Linked DNA regions of Mus musculus: all the other regions are linked to region 3. Evidence: chromatin contacts called from public Hi-C, HiChIP or PLAC-seq and promoter capture Hi-C data. All regions are on one chromosome and are shown on one strand. The core of a region is the stretch at or near the end of the contact, and the rest is flanking DNA. Distances in the headings are between cores, read along the strand shown. Region 1 has its middle 43 kb from the start of Erg. Region 2 overlaps 1600002D24Rik (RIKEN cDNA 1600002D24 gene). Region 3 holds the start of Ets2 (E26 avian leukemia oncogene 2, 3' domain). Region 4 overlaps 1600002D24Rik (RIKEN cDNA 1600002D24 gene). Region 5 overlaps Erg (ETS transcription factor).

Region 1 (3,035 bases), core at 227-2,726, 130 kb before region 3:
CAAGTGAACTTCAGGGTCTTGAACCAATGAAAGCTACAAGCAGTCAAGGAATGCAGACCAACCGCCAACCATGTAGGCAGTGGGCTTTGACACTTGGTGCACTGTGAGCCGCCTGCTTCTCATGTCCGGCTTCTGGCCAACTGGTAGCAATCAGACAGGACACTGCGGCACACAGGAAATCTAAAATTAGGTTTTACTACCTTGCATGGAGGATTTATGGGATGGTTTAATTGCTAGTTTGGAGACTAAAACCTAGACTAGGAAGGTGAAACCATCTTTCTGGACAAGCCCAGAGAGCCACTTGCACCTTGTGAACCTCATCTGCAGCAAGAGAAGACACATAACTTCAGAGAGCAGAGAGCATGACCCTGTCAACCTGGTACATGCTACAGCCAGGAGCATACTGTTTCCTGCTACTCTGATTTATAATAGTAGGCAAGTGTGGGTCTTCTGGTGAGACCAGTCTTCAAGCTACACACAAATAGTAAAAACATATGCACGCATGTGTGCATGTGCGTGCATGTGTCTGTGTGTCATGTGTATTTCTGAGTGCATGCACATATGGATGTGCACATGTTTAAGTGTGGGTATGTATATGTGTATGTGTGTGTGCGTGGTGCCTGTGTAAATGGGTGTGTGTTTGTGTATGTGCGATCACGTGTGCATGCATATGTGTGAGCATGTGTGTGTTTTCATGCATGCATGCACATGTGTGTGCACATGTTTAAGGATGGGTGTGTACATGTGTGTGCATTGTGTGTGTGCGAGTGTCTGTATGTCTGTGTATGTGTTCATGTGTGCATGCATGTGTACCTGCGTGTGTGTACAACATGTGTATATGCATGTGTGTGCCCATGTGTGTGTGTGTGTGTGTGTGTGTATGTGTGCGCGTGTGCATGCATGTAGAAGCCAGAGCTATCTATCTTCCCTAATCACTCTCTCATCCCTCACTGAGTCTGAACACACTGACGCAGCTGGCCAGCCAGCAAGCCCAGGGATACCCTGTTTCCATCTCTCCAGCACAGGATTACAGGTGCACGCTGGTACATCTGACATTTTACATGAGTTCTAGAGAGCTGAAACAGGTCTTTGTACCTTTACCAACTGAGCCATCTCCTCAGTACCCAAAGGTAATTCTGCACCATGATTTTTAACACGCATTTTCTGAGTGTGACCCAACACAGGAGGTCAGCTGTGGGATTTTCCACTTGTGGCTTCACAGCAACTTTAAAAGGTCAGACTTGGTGTTTTCAGATTATAAGATTTTTAACATTACCAGGAAATATAACACAATAGCCAGGGCTGTACACAATCATTTTTGGTAAAATGCTCAGGCCTCTGTGTCCACGGTAACATGTATCGTTGCATCTTCTAGCAGGTAGGAGGCTCTTTCCTACGGGGCTGGCCTTCAGAGGAGCACAAGATTGTTAGCCCTGCCAGTGACGAGGAGAAGCCTGAACACAAAGTCTGACTCTTAACGCCTCTGCCCTGGTTTCTCAAACACACTCTCCCTTCATGAGGACCTGGCTCTCCCTCCCGCGCTTCGCTATTTTGGGTGCTTGGGTCATTTCTAGTAACTGCACTTAAGCGATCCTGTCAGCTCCAGGGCGTGGGTGGTTATTCCACTCCCCTCATTGCACAGAGCCTGCCCTCCCTCCATCTCTGAGTCAGCTGCCTTTTCATGAAAATACTACTCTGCAGTCATTTTCATAGGAATTTGTGCTGGCGTGGCTCTGTTTCCCTTGACGCCGGCCCAAGTGTTTTTCTCTTCGGATTGGTTTTTGGTGGAAGCTCGCTCACTCGGCATGTCTCTGCATTGTTGTTTGTTTTCTAGCCTATTTCCATTTTTACTGGAGGGCAAATATCAGTCAATGTGATCCAGCTGCAGAAAGGCATCCGAGCCACACGACTTGCGTGTGGATGTCCAGGGTGAGCAGGAAATAAAGGCAGCCCACACGTGGCTTAGTAGCATGAGAAGAGCTAGCCTCTGTCTTAGGGACCAGTCTTTCACAACGTGGGCCATCTGATCTTGCGCTTTGAAAAATGTCCTGTCACCCTTCACCCTGAGAAGTGCATGGCTATTGACTGTGCCTGTTGTATGGGCATCTGTTCATTTGTGTGTGCCCGAGTATGTGCATGCCTGTGTGTACGTGTGCATGTGTGTGTGTGCGTGCATGTGTGTGCCTGAGTGTATTTATGTGTGTGTGTATGTGTGCATATGTGTACCTGAGTATATTTGTGTGTGTGCATATGTGTGCCTGAGTGTATTCGTGTGTATGTGTGTGTATGTGTGCATGTTGTATGTGCATCTGTTCATTTGTGTGTACCTGAGTATGTGCATGCCTGTGTATATATGTGTTACAGACACAAACCTCTGGCCCTGGATTTTTACAGGGGTGATGAGAATCCAAATTTGGTTGGTCGTGCTTGCTTGGCAAGCCCTTTACTAACTGAGCCATCTCCATAGACCTTGATTTTGTGTATTTATGGAGTCTTTTGGAAATACAAAGGCAACTGCGCATTGTCTAGGGCATCAAGCAGTAGAGATAAAACCAAAGAGGGAAAGGAAGAAGAAGCTGGGGCGGGGGAGATGGGAGAGAAGCTGGGAGAAGACGTGGGGGGTGGCACAGGGAATACAAAACATGGAAGACATATTTCCATTCTTCTCAAGTACATGAGATAAGATACTCTTACTAAGAACCTCAGAGCCCACCTCACTTCTTTGACCCAGGATTCTTATTTTTATTTGCCAGTACAGAGACTGGGAACAAACGTTCCTTTGACAGAAAAATCCAACTCTGACCCTCGTTATCTCTTCTTAATTGCCTTTCTTCATAACCTCCTGAAGAGTGACTACACCTATGCTCTGTCCGGCCCCAAGCTACGTCCCTCTGCAAAGAACAAAAACTGGAGCCATCATTTCACATGCAGACCTGAAGTTATGTATGTGAGGCATCTAGAAATAACATCACAGAGAGTTCCATGTATATTTACGGAAGGATAAAACTAAGTGGGATATGTTTCCTGTACTGAAA
Region 2 (2,700 bases), core at 191-2,690, 190 kb after region 3:
TCCCATGGAGAATTTGAGGTGTCAGTCAGCACCCTGAAGCCCTACCTGGGGCACAAAGCCACACTGACATGACCACAGATCTCTGAAGGAGATGCTGGCCACCCCATCCAAGCTCATCCACATCCTCAGAAGAGCAAGTCCACATTGAAGCCGTTTCTCTGAGAAATAAGGCAACCCCCATGGTCCAGCCCACCCAGGAGAACCTTCTGGAATGTCCCACATGCGAGCCACAAGACTGTGTATCAGTCTGGTCGCCATCTACTCCAAAGCTTCCCACAAGAGAATCTGACAAAAATCACAGGCTGCCAAGAATAAAATTATTCTGCTCCCCTCCCCAGGGGAAACCAGACAACTCTAGTTTTTCCAAGAAACTCCTGCCCCAGGAGTTAAAAAGGAGGACATGGAGGGATTTCTCATCAAAGCTACTCAAGACAATGACACTTTCCAGCATGACTAGAATTTCTGTGCCAGAAGTGACTGATCCACTACGCAGGAACATGTTAATTACCTTGGCAGTTTTCTCCACAGGCTTCCAGTAATTTTTTTTTATTATTATTGTTTTGGTTTTTTTTTTCCTAAAGAGAATACTTCAGTGTGTCTTCAGGGTTGTCATAGAGAGTCGCATCACAGAAACTCCCTGGAGAAAGATTACTTCAAAGGCTCATATCGGCAAGGCACACACACACACACACACACACACACACACACACACACACACACGGCACACGAATATGCCTGAGGACTTTGCAGGAGGAATGGGAAAAGGCTTTAAAGACAAGAATGCTGTGGGGTGATCTGTAAATTTCCTTCTTTCTCTGGCACCTCCATGGGCCTTCACCATCTGCCGGCACCCATAAGTGATTGCCTTTTATTAAATTGTGATGATTACATACTACAGAAATACAAACCATAACAAATCCACACAGCCTAACAAATATGACTGACAAGTGATTGAGAGGCCCCTGATGGGCGAGTCCGGATGGTGCCAGAGAACACGTCTACACAGAGTGCCTGGAAGCGCCCTTCATGGAGACCTCTGGTCAGCTCAGAAGCCCATGCTGATGACTAGAATCCAAACACTCCTCACTGGTTCTCAGAGTCCCAGAGAGAGTGGTGACTGCTTGGTCCCCAAAGCCACTGGACACGTATCTGCAACTTCCAAGATGTGTGACGTGAACCCGTATGTACACAGATACATGTGCAAAACCTCCAGCGGTGTCTCAACCAGGAGCCACATGAAAGGAAACATGTACACATGTTCAAAGTATGAAACAACACAGGGCATCACACTCTACACATGTGCAAAGGATGACACAGTTCAGGATGTCACACTGTGCACATGTGCAAAGGATGACACAGCGCAGGATGTCACACTGTGCACATGTGCAAAGGGTGACACAGCACAGGATGTCACACTCTCCATGTGTGCAAAGGATGAGACAGCACAGGATGCCACACTACACATGTGTACAAAGGATGAGACAGCACAGGATGCCACACTACACATGTGTACAAAGGATGAGACAGCACAGGACGTCACACTATGGGAAAATGCCATCTGCCCTTTGACTCTACAACTTAAATGTCTTAGTTTCGTTTCCTGTTGCTTCAATAACATACCTAACAGAAGCAACGTAAGGTCTACTTCAGCTCACAGCTCAAGGTACAGTAGATTGAGATGAGGAAGTCCAGGCAGGTGTTGCTTAATACAGCTGCTCAAATTGCAAAGAGCATTGCTCTTTCTCTATTTACACAGACTAGGATCCCCAGCCCAGGGAAGATCCTGCCCACATTCAAGATATTAACTTCATTAAGATAATCCCCAAGGCATGGCCAGAGGCCTGTCCCCCAGTCAATTCTAGATTCTGTCCTGTTGACAGTTAACACTACCCTAAGACAATAGAAACACTACCCAGGGAGTGTGAGGAGGTGTGTAGCAGCACAGCACTTTGTTCTTCTGTGACAGAGGGGAGGTGAACCACATCTGTGTGTTTATGGACCATGCATCCCTTCTGAGGCCAGTATTTGTGGGAAACCCTCGGGGAGAACTTCCCTTCTGCAACCTGACTTCTGCCCATCCCCCCCCCCCTTCAGGCCGCAGGGTGTCTGCTTTACTTCAAGGCATTTCACAGTCATCCCTTGACTTCCAGCTCTGAAGATACCTATTTCCAATTTCATATTTATTTTTCCTGCCCTCCCTCCCTTCTCGATGCTGCCTCAACACTCTCCTCCCATAGTTGCTTCTAGAAATTTACCACCTTCACTTTTGAAGTCTTGTCTGCAACTCAGTTTCTCTCCCACTGAGTTCCAGGTGCCATTGGACAGTGAACATGAAGGAGAAAAGAGGACAATCCTGAGTGAGGTGACTCAGTCACAAAGGAACAAATAGGATATGTACTTACTGATAAGTGGATCTTAGCCCAAAAGTTCGGAATACCCAAGATTCAATTCACAGACCATATGAAGCCTAGCAAGAAGGAAGGTCAAAATGTGGGTGTTTCAGTGCTTTTTAGAAGGGTAAACAAAATACTCACAGGAGGAAATATGGAGACAAAGTGTGGAGCAGAGACTGAAGGAAAGGCCACCCAGAGACTGCCCCACCTGGGGGTCCATCCCATGCACAGCCACCAAACCCGAAAGTTATAGTTGATGCCAGGAAGTGTTTGCTGATGGAAGCCTGATATGGCAGTCTCCTGAGAG
Region 3 (2,968 bases), core at 184-2,683:
GGCTTGGCTCAATAAGGCCTTTGTGGACCAAAGGAGTCCTCGAATGCCCACGGTCTCAGGAGCAGAAGTGATGGAAGGAAACAGTCCTGTTTTGGGTATCTGAACTTCAAGAGATCACTGTGTGTACCAAGCTTCTCAGATACGTGGTCAAGGCGTGAAAATACTTGCAGGGAGATAGGGCCAACGGACACACTCCTTCAGACAAGTCAGTACCTTCTGCTATGTTTTTTTTTTTTTTAAGTTAGCATATGCTGTTCCGTGTCTCCATGGTAACGGGACAGGGACTCTTTCTTCTATTTATGGAGTTCCTCCTTGACCTGGGTTCTCTGGTCTGGACCTGAATACACACTGAGAAGCCATGAGGAAATATCAATTCCCTCTGGACCTAGCTGTTTTAGCTTAGTGGATTAGGCCTTGACTCCTGCAAAGGTGATACACTGGAGAGAAGTATCAGGTGTAATAGTATCTTGATTGGCAATAATTTCAGATGGGGAGTTGCCATGGAAACCAGGAACCCTGCGGTACCAGAGAAGCTGGGGTCTTCCACTCCCTTCCCGGCAAGGCTGTCCTTGTAATGTACCAATCGTCAGTCCCGTGGCCTTGCCTGAGCTTGCCATTTGCAATTTCATATGCCATCTCTGGTAACAACCTAAACTTGAGAAGGAACGAAATAATATTCAACGTACACCTGTGCCTACGGATGAATCCCACAGGTTTCCAACCATGGACTCAACGCCTTCTGACCAAAAAGGAAACCACTCTTTGGCTTGTGTTTTGACCATGAGTTTGGGAGAGTCACGCTGGACTTGACATGTAGTTGACCTCGTAGACCATGTTAAGTAGAACACAGTAGTAGCCTTGAAGGATTTACTAAGACTAATAATAGATGGCGCCTAAGTGCTCGGCCAAGTCGGCGCTGAGACTCGGCTCAGCCCTAGGGGGCGCCATCCGCACCGAGGCAGTAGGAGGGGCCTCTCCAGAGGCAAGCGGCTGCGCCACGTTCTGCTCTTCCACTCGCGACTCCGCCACCCGCCCACTTTGCGACTCCCTAACCCCACGTATGAGTCTTTCACGACGAAGGACCAGAAATCAGGACCCACACGTAGCTCCAAGCACAGGGCAGGCTCCACCGCAGAAGCCTAACCACCCAACCCAAGTGCCAACAGGGCCCCCAGCTCGGACCTGCAGACAGCCTAACGCGGGCGGATACGGCCCTGCCTTTCTAGCTGGACCTCCTGGGCATAACGCCCGAACCGGGCTCCAGGAGCAGGGGCCAGCAGGCAGGCGACAGCGAGCTGCAGGGTCGCAGAGAAGGGCCCGGGAGCAGCGTGGATCCGCCGCTGCCAGAGCGCGCTCTCCTCCCACGCCGGCCTCGCGCTCGCTCCTCCTCCGCGCTCTCTCCGTCACCCCTGCTGTCCCCTCCCCCGGTTCCCTCCGGCCCTCCCCCAGCTCCAGAAGAGCGCGCGGCTAGGAGATCGGGCTGGTTACTTCCTTCACCGCGGCGTTGAGCACAGAGTGGACACCACTGAGGCCCGTCAGTCCCCGCCACCTTCCCCGGCCCCGCGCGCCCGGATCGGCCCTACGGCCTCGTCTCGCCCGGCCTTGCGCGCCGGGACCGCCGCGATCTCCTCTCCCCGCCGCCCTCCGGCTGGCCCTGCCTGCTGCGGCGCGGTAAGAGCGGCCCCTGTGCGCGATGGTCCTCAGCAGAGACTCCGCCCGGGGTGGGGTGTAGTGCGGGCGGCCCCTGATCCCGCCGGGCCATCGCGCGCCCCAGAGCCGCTCCGGCTGGTTCCTAGGCACCCAGTGGCCTCGGAGGGGGACCCAGGCATCGGGCAGGGCGCGGGCAGACCGCTTTTGTTTTGGGGAAGCCAGTGGTCGCCCCGTGCGGTTCCTGCCCGGGGTGCGCGACTGCGTTTCTCGAGAGGGCTTGAGGCACCTGGAGAGGTGGCCGAGGTAGCCCCAGGTTCGGGGTGACTTGAGTTGGGGAGGCGCTAGGCCTGGAAGGATGTGGGGGTGTCCGGATCATGGAACACCTGGGAAGTTGCGGCTCCCGGGAACGTGTCACCTGCTTGGCCAGGTCTGGGCTCCCCTGGGCCCTGGGAAGCCAGTACGGGATACGGTCCAAGTAGGGGTGCTGGTGGCTGCTCTGCTTTTATTTTCTCCTTAAAGCATATGAATGAAGGGGTAACCTGAAGCGTTTGCGTATTTGACTTTTTTTTTTTTCTAATTTACTATTTAATCTCATAAGACTTGTACTAGCCTGCACTCAATTTCAGGGGAGCCTAAAATAGTAGTTGACTCGCTACTTATTTAGAAAGTAAAGCGGTGAGCAGTCCTGGTTGGAGAGAGGAGTCATTTAATTCGCCAGTTGAGAGACTTGCTCCCGCTGTGGAAGCTCCTGTCGGTATCTGCCTGCCTACACCACCGCCAATCCGGAGATACATCTCAGTGTTAAGCTTTTATTAAAATCTGAGTAATCTCGCAGTGCAGTTAATGTGAACACCGTGCATCCCACAGGGAAATAGCCAAACTCTCATATATGGAATTAGTCATTCATTTCTCTAAACTGATTGCTAAGCAAAAGGCAAACCAACCTTCAAAGGGTTTTGTCCTTTTATTTTATTTTTTTAACCTAAATTTATCTAAATACAAACTCATGCTCTCTTATATAAGTGATTACCTGTTCCACTAAGGATACAGTTATCCATGAAATTCTTGTTTAAAAACCTAACTATTCCCAGTTACTACATTTCTGCCATTTTCTCCCATTTCTTGTTACTATTTTTTTTTTTTTTTTTAGCCCATCACCAGTACCAAAAAGTCTAAACTTGAAATTGATTTATCTAGAGTCTTGACTTGTCCCAGGGGTTAGCAAGCACATCCAGTCGGATAAATGAACTTAAATTTGATTAGCCGTGGGTCTGCCTGAAGCCATTTAGTGGAGGGCTTTAATTCTACATTCTTTTTT
Region 4 (2,828 bases), core at 41-2,540, 220 kb after region 3:
AGAAGCTAGATACATAGACAGATAGACAGACAGATATTGTATTATTGGAAAAATATATAAATACCCAGCTCACAAAGAAGGAGGGCTTATTTTGACTCACACCCTCAGAGGCTTCGGTTGGTCAGCTCTGATGCTTGGGGCCTGGGTCAGGACCATACGAGGAGGCAGCAGTGTGTGGTGGGGGAGGCTTTCTTGCAAAGCACTGTCCTCCAAGCTAAACAACCACCATCTTCCCAGAAGCAGCTTCGTCTGCTGTGCTTGTGACTGCTGATATTCAGCATTGGAGGAGGGGTGGGGCGAGCAACTGGGCCCTCACCTGAGAGTCTGACAACTCCTTCTGAGCAGCTGGAAGCAGTTTCATCCTAATTCCACATGGCCTGGAGTGGGGCAGCCTGAGGGGGAACAAGAATGCACAGGCTATGTAAGGCTGCCCATCTATGTGACTATGGGAAAGAAATCTTCCCAGCTGGGTGCAGACTTTCCAGGACGGCTGGCTTTAAGATCACACACGTTCCTGCAAGAAACCATGCCCCATGTTGGAAATAAGACCAATAAAGGGACTTCGGTGGGATTGTACCTTGGTTTGTCACTGGGATTTTAAAAACAGGGAATGGTATTGCCTAGTCACCCTGCACACCCTAAGGAGAAAATTCTCTAAACAGGCCTGTCTGCATCACACACCACCCGGGACACAGAGAGAGGAATCTGGGCATGCCCTGAGTCACCTGACTTCTCCCAACTCGGCCCAGTATGCTAAAGATTCCACCACCTCCAGGTTACACAACCTCCGGGTAACACCCCAGGCTGGGCCGTGACCACCAACACAAGGCCTCTATAACATGCTTGAGACCTCAACTATGACATAGATAGGTGATAGGTATCTGAGAGTTAATAGACATCTGTTCCCCAAGTCTCAGGCACGTCTCTTCCATCACTGGTTGAAATGAAACCAACTATGAGAAACAGTAGCCTAAGCATGCCGTGGACCTGTAACTCCCGGCGTTCTGGAGGCTGAGGCAGGAGCATAATAAGTTCCAGGCTAGCCCGAGTTACATGGGAAAACCCTGTCCTGGCACACACACACATTTTACTATTTTAATACACAGGTTAGATAACTATACTGGTGTAATAGATTTCCTTTGTAACCTAGAGTCTTTAATTTGACACATTTGTAAACACTCTAGAGCTCTGATATCCAAAGGAAGGGAACTCACCCCCACCCCCACCCTCTCTGTCTCCACCAGAGGCTCTGCTCTCAGGCACACAGGAGGCAACTGCTCACCCACTCAAGCAAGTGAGGGCAGACACCTGGAGGGTGAGGGGAGCTGGGTGCTCCCGTTCTTCACATCCGCACTTTGTCATAACTACATTGAACATAGACTCCACGCCTTCCTTCAAGCAGAGATGGCTGTCATAAACACGTCTTCATCTCACATTGCAGTGTACAAATAGCATTCAAGCCCTAGCTGCAGGGTGGACCAGCTTGTGCCATCCTTAGTGAAATGCAGAAACTCAAGAAAATGAATGCCTTGGGCAGAGTAGCTCCCATCTTTGGAGAGCAGGACAACTCCCCAAGCTGTTAAATTCCAGGGCGTGTGGCCTAGCAGCCCTACCTAGGCATTCCCCGCCTTCCACAGTCCCGCCTCTGCCCAGGCATTCTGGCTCAGGGTGAAGGGGGGGGGGGCGCCTGTGAGGCCCTATGCTGATTGGCTGTAGGCCCATCGTCATGGAGGATCAGCAAGGGGCCATGGCCTGACCCGCCCACCGCTGGCCTGAGAGTCCTGCCTCACTTGGTCCCTTCCAAAATAACGCCCAGGGAGACCGAATTTAGCTGTCTTCTCCAAGATGGAGGAAAGCTAGACTGGTGGCCTGAGCTGGTAATCCTCCCGGAGCGAGCCAGCTTTAGATGCCCCTGGGGGTGCTTATATGTCCTATAGAACCTAAAATGAACTCCACGAGTCTCTGTGATAGTTGAGTGGGTGCATCCAAGATCAAGAGGCCGCATGAGGGGCAGAAAGCACACAGCCGTCACTTTCTGGCTGACTCAGGATATCCCGCTGTGTCCTCCAGACATGAATGTATCCAAAGGGACCTTGAAGTAAAAACTTATCTCCCTTTCCCTGTCGTCTGGCCTCCTAAATCTCTCTCTAGTTCCTGGGAATGACCAGCACAGTATTGCAGGGCTGGGAGCTGAGGTATTTTCCTTAGGATGCTAGGTCTGTCTACGCTGCAGAGTCCGTGTTGCAAGTCCTCTGTTTCCTTCAATCTCCTGAGCAGGTGGGGCCTGTGTGGGTGGCAAGACTGAGTCACGACTTGCATGAGCCTGGTGCTATGCATGACGGATGAGCAAGAACCAAGAAAACTGTATGTCATCAGACCTCTGCTACCATCTCCATTCTCTTGGAAGTCGGGTGGTAGGGACTGAAAATGCTGCCAACAGGCTGAGTCTCCGAGCGCGGAGCTGACTGCAGCTAAAATCGGTGTCTTAGCGAGGGTTACTACTGCGGTGGTGAAATGCCATGACGAAAAGCATCAGCTTCCATATCCAGGGTCTCAGTCCACTGAGGGAATCCAAAGCAGGAACTCAAGCAGGACAGGAACCTGAAGGCAGGAGCTGATGCAGAGGCCATGGAGGAGTGCTGTTCACTGGCTTGCTCCTAGTAGCTCTCTCAGCCTGCTTTCCTGTGGAATCCAGAACCACTGGCCCAGAGATGGCCCCGCCCACAATGGGCTGGGCCGTCCCCCATCAATCACTAAGTAAGAAAATGCACTGCAGGGTTGCCTACACCCTGATCTTAGGTTCCCTCATCTCAGATGACTATAGCTTG
Region 5 (3,023 bases), core at 342-2,841, 210 kb before region 3:
GACTCACTTTTACCTCCACAAGATGCTGTACTAAGCAAGACACTTTCATTTTAAGTAGCGTGTTAAACTGAGTAAGAAGGTTATCATTAAAAGCTTTTCTTTAAATGTCTGTGAACTGTGTGTACTTTCTATTTGTGTGTGTTTGTGTGTGCCTGTGTCTGAGCTGCAGGCCAACCTCAGCTACCATTCCTCAGAAGCTGTCGACCTGATTTCCTTAAGGCAAGTTCCCTCTCCGCTTTAGAACTTGCCCAGTAAGCGAGGCTGGTTAACAAGCGAACCTCAATAATCTGCCTGTCTCCACCTCCCCATTCTAGGGTTGCAGGTGTGCACAGTGATGCTCTGCTCTTTCATGTGGATCCTGGGGTGAAATCAGGCCACTGTGGCAGCAGAGCAGCCGCTGTACTGACTGAGCCATTACCCTGGTGTCCTGGACAAGCATTCATATAGTAACACACAAATCCAGTGACGTTTTCAGGAAAGCCTCTCTCTCTCACTCAGGAAAACAGCAGAGAGGGCAGCCGTGGACTCCTGAGCTCCAGTGGGGATCACAGCTTCAGAAACTCCGTACACCTACGCCATTGTGCTTAAACACACTGCTTGCTGTTTGGTTTCAGTCGTTGTCTTCTTGTCCTCCTTAGTGGAAATGATAACATTGTTTTAGGTGATACTTGATGATGAGAGGGAGACTCGGCAGTCTCCAGGGAGAAGCCTCCAGACAGCTTTTCCCGTCCCTAAACACATGAGCAATATACCAATGGAGTCAGTAGGCACTGTCTGTCTGTCTGTCTGTCTGTCTGTCTGTCTGTCTAAGTATGTGTCTATCTGTCTGTCTCTTTCTGTGGCTCTGTGGTTCTCTGTCTCTCTCTGTGGCTCTGTCTCTCTCTGTCTCTCTGTGTGTAGCTCTGTCTCTGTCTCTGTGTATGTGTGGCTCTGTCTCACTCTATCTCTGTCTCTGTGCATGTGACTCTGTCTCTCTCTGTCTCTGTGTTTGTGTGTATGTCTGTCTCTCTCTGTCTCTCCGTTTCCATCTCTGTCTCTCTCACTGCATGTCTCTCTCTTCTCTCCCTCCCTCTCAATGTGTGCATAACAATAATTAAAGAACAAGAGGTTATGAATTTGAGTCAGAGTAGGAGGACATGGGAGGAGTTAGAGGAAACAAAACGGAGTTGAAATGATGTAAACACTGCACTAATGTTGAAATTCTCAAAAAACATCTTTAGTTTTTTAAAAAGTGACTGGCCGTGGGAACAAGCCCATGAAAGAATGGCCAGAATGCAGTCTTTTAAGACAGTCCTGCTCTGCAGCCTAGGCTGGCTTTGAGCTTGTGGTCCTCTTGCCTCATCCCCCAAGTGCTGGGATTATAGCCCTGCCTGGCCAAGACTTTCTATAACTGTGGTGGAAGCAGAAGATGGGCTCAGCTTTTGTCTCTCTCCAACAAAGACAAGCAGAGACAGAGTTTCTGAACACAGGTCGCTCACAGCTAGGGCCATCAGGAAAGGAAGTGCTGGTCCTCACACATCTGGTGACCACTGGTGCCGAGTCCATACCAGAAGAGGAGTAAGACGCCATCATTCTCCGTGCCCCTCCCCCAGTGGAGATAATCAGAAACAGCTCTAATACAAGGGGCAACATGATGCCTTTGCTAGGTAAGATACACACGTGACAACAGCTCACATGTGGCCACATATCTTCCCAGGATAACCCCCACACTTACCCAGTGGGATCATGAGGAAGACCAAAATCATTGCTTAAAGCAAAGCTTGATTGCTCTCTGATATTTGGGAGAAGGTTCTATGTATAAAAGGACTCCAACTTCCAGATGTGTTCAACGTAACCTCTGAATGACTCTACTGGAACACACAAATCCTCAGTGGCAGGAAAACTTTTTATGTGTTTTACTTGAGATAGCGTTGCCTATAGTAGAGGCTGGCCCTGAACTCACAAGTAGACAAGGATGGCCTTGAATCCCTAATTCTTCTACATCCACCTCCCAGGTTCTGGGATTACAGGCACATGCCACCATGTATGGTTGGGGCAGTGCTAGCAATCGAACCTAGGAATTTCTATGTGCTCTGCAAGCTCTCAAGCAACTGAGCCACATCCACAGCTCCAGAAAGTTTCATTTAATACTAACTCACTTTGGAAATGTAAGTGTTAATTGTGTAATAAATCTGAATTAGATCCACTGAAGAAATGGCTCTTTTCTATGGAGAACAGGGACAAGCAAATCTCAAGAGATTAAAAGTCGTGTTCTTGTGGTCTTGTTTATAAATCTGATTTGAATTCAATTTAAAGAAGAAAAAAAAAACAGAGCACAGGGACATAGCAGGAATGAACAGAGATTCGGAAATGTTTGTGCAGCTCTACAGCTGAGAGACCTCGGGACAGCCCATGTTTCCAATTACCCACTGAGACTCTGTGCTCCTCGAGAGACACGCAGACAGCACCCAGCATGCTAACCAGAGCCTGGGGAGAGAGCAGTACAAAGCCTGTCTTTCCACAAAAACAACTATCTGATAATTCAGTTCACCTCAAAAAAAGGAACCTAGATAAATAAGAATTGTTATTATCAAGTGACCTCGCTCTTGCTCTTCACACAAAGCCTCACTGTGCTGGTGTAAGTGTTCACACTTAGCTGGTTGTGCTGGTGTGTAAGTGCTCACACTCAGCATTTTCCTCGTAGCTCTCCAGGAGGTCAGAAGTTGACCAGGAGATCTACAATATGTCAGCTTCCCATTATTCACAGGCTCAGACGGACAAGCAGTGATAATCGGGCACAGGGAGTGTTTGACATGATAAATGGCGTTGAGATTCGATGGTGCTAATTTCTGGCTTCTACACACACACACACACACACACACACACACACACACACACACACACACGCCAGGCTAGTCTGCATGCTGCATGTAAGAACATTAACAATCAAAGGTACTGAGTTCAGTCAGGGAGAAATGGATCTGGGTGCTTCTCTCTCCACCTTTGAAAAGTAACCTCGGAGGTTGAGAGTCAAGCTTACTTTG

What was found. Promoter capture Hi-C pulls out the DNA fragments that hold promoters and counts their contacts. A called contact is a pair of places that touch in the nucleus more often than the background predicts. HiChIP or PLAC-seq counts read pairs in DNA pulled down with a chosen protein or histone mark.
Region 1: a contact with region 3 is called in a Hi-C map of cortical neurons, with 2.0 times the contacts expected there. The contact joins the enhancer-like site here to the promoter of Ets2 in region 3. A contact is called at or near these places in 1 of 39 promoter capture datasets (neural stem cells), 5 of 484 Hi-C or Micro-C datasets (cortical neurons, embryonic stem cells, palatal mesenchyme and 1 more), 4 of 115 datasets of contacts at active chromatin or transcription factors (embryonic limb bud, embryonic stem cells, forebrain and 1 more) and 2 of 9 other capture datasets (liver and pancreatic islet).
Region 2: a contact with region 3 is called in an H3K27ac HiChIP or PLAC-seq map of double positive thymocytes, with 4 times the contacts expected there. The contact joins the enhancer-like site here to the promoter of Ets2 in region 3. A contact is called at or near these places in 12 of 39 promoter capture datasets (the 3T3-L1 cell line, 3T3-L1-derived adipocytes, the C10 cell line and 7 more), 1 of 15 datasets of contacts at CTCF or cohesin (CD8 T cells), 14 of 484 Hi-C or Micro-C datasets (CD4 T cells, CD8 T cells, the G1E-ER4 cell line and 6 more), 22 of 115 datasets of contacts at active chromatin or transcription factors (the HPC-7 cell line, bone marrow-derived macrophages, cardiomyocytes and 15 more) and 3 of 9 other capture datasets (adipose tissue, liver and pancreatic islet).
Region 4: a promoter capture Hi-C map of second pharyngeal arch cranial neural crest shows a contact between it and region 3, with 3 times the contacts expected there. The contact joins the enhancer-like site here to the promoter of Ets2 in region 3. A contact is called at or near these places in 11 of 39 promoter capture datasets (3T3-L1-derived adipocytes, the C10 cell line, the HPC-7 cell line and 9 more), 1 of 15 datasets of contacts at CTCF or cohesin (CD8 T cells), 9 of 484 Hi-C or Micro-C datasets (CD4 T cells, CD8 T cells, the G1E-ER4 cell line and 3 more), 35 of 115 datasets of contacts at active chromatin or transcription factors (the HPC-7 cell line, T-cell acute lymphoblastic leukemia, bone marrow-derived macrophages and 24 more) and 3 of 9 other capture datasets (adipose tissue, liver and pancreatic islet).
Region 5: a contact with region 3 is called in a promoter capture Hi-C map of frontonasal cranial neural crest, with 2.7 times the contacts expected there. The contact joins the enhancer-like site here to the promoter of Ets2 in region 3. A contact is called at or near these places in 2 of 39 promoter capture datasets (cranial neural crest and frontonasal cranial neural crest), 7 of 484 Hi-C or Micro-C datasets (the G1E-ER4 cell line, cerebral cortex, cortical neurons and 4 more) and 4 of 115 datasets of contacts at active chromatin or transcription factors (craniofacial prominence, embryonic forebrain, embryonic limb bud and 1 more).

The regions. Positions count from the first base shown.
Region 1 is chr16:95,571,760-95,574,794 of GRCm38.p6, forward strand. It overlaps a transcript of Erg not described here. Among named protein-coding and RNA genes, the nearest start is that of Erg, 43 kb to the left of the region's middle. Within about 2 kb of position 1,477, at least 34 of the 459 cell types and tissues checked have an H3K27ac peak or open chromatin away from gene starts, as enhancers often do. A contact at or near this core is called in cortical neurons and uterus, where this site is marked.
Region 2 is chr16:95,892,186-95,894,885 of GRCm38.p6, forward strand. The region is part of intron 1 of 1600002D24Rik (RIKEN cDNA 1600002D24 gene); the gene reads right to left. Among named protein-coding and RNA genes, the nearest start is that of Gm41508, 28 kb to the right of the region's middle. Within about 2 kb of position 1,441, at least 63 of the 459 cell types and tissues checked have an H3K27ac peak or open chromatin away from gene starts, as enhancers often do. A contact at or near this core is called in CD8 T cells, the G1E-ER4 cell line, centroblasts and 5 more, where this site is marked.
Region 3 is chr16:95,700,974-95,703,941 of GRCm38.p6, forward strand. Ets2 (E26 avian leukemia oncogene 2, 3' domain) reads left to right here and starts at 1,434. Exons shown (of 10, transcript NM_011809.3): 1 at 1,434-1,671.
Region 4 is chr16:95,916,516-95,919,343 of GRCm38.p6, forward strand. The region is part of intron 1 of 1600002D24Rik (RIKEN cDNA 1600002D24 gene); the gene reads right to left. Among named protein-coding and RNA genes, the nearest start is that of Gm41508, 3.5 kb to the right of the region's middle. Within about 2 kb of position 1,291, at least 14 of the 459 cell types and tissues checked have an H3K27ac peak or open chromatin away from gene starts, as enhancers often do. A contact at or near this core is called in second pharyngeal arch cranial neural crest, where this site is marked.
Region 5 is chr16:95,489,015-95,492,037 of GRCm38.p6, forward strand. The region is part of intron 2 of Erg (ETS transcription factor); the gene reads right to left. Among named protein-coding and RNA genes, the nearest start is that of Erg, 40 kb to the right of the region's middle. Within about 2 kb of position 1,592, at least 4 of the 459 cell types and tissues checked have an H3K27ac peak or open chromatin away from gene starts, as enhancers often do.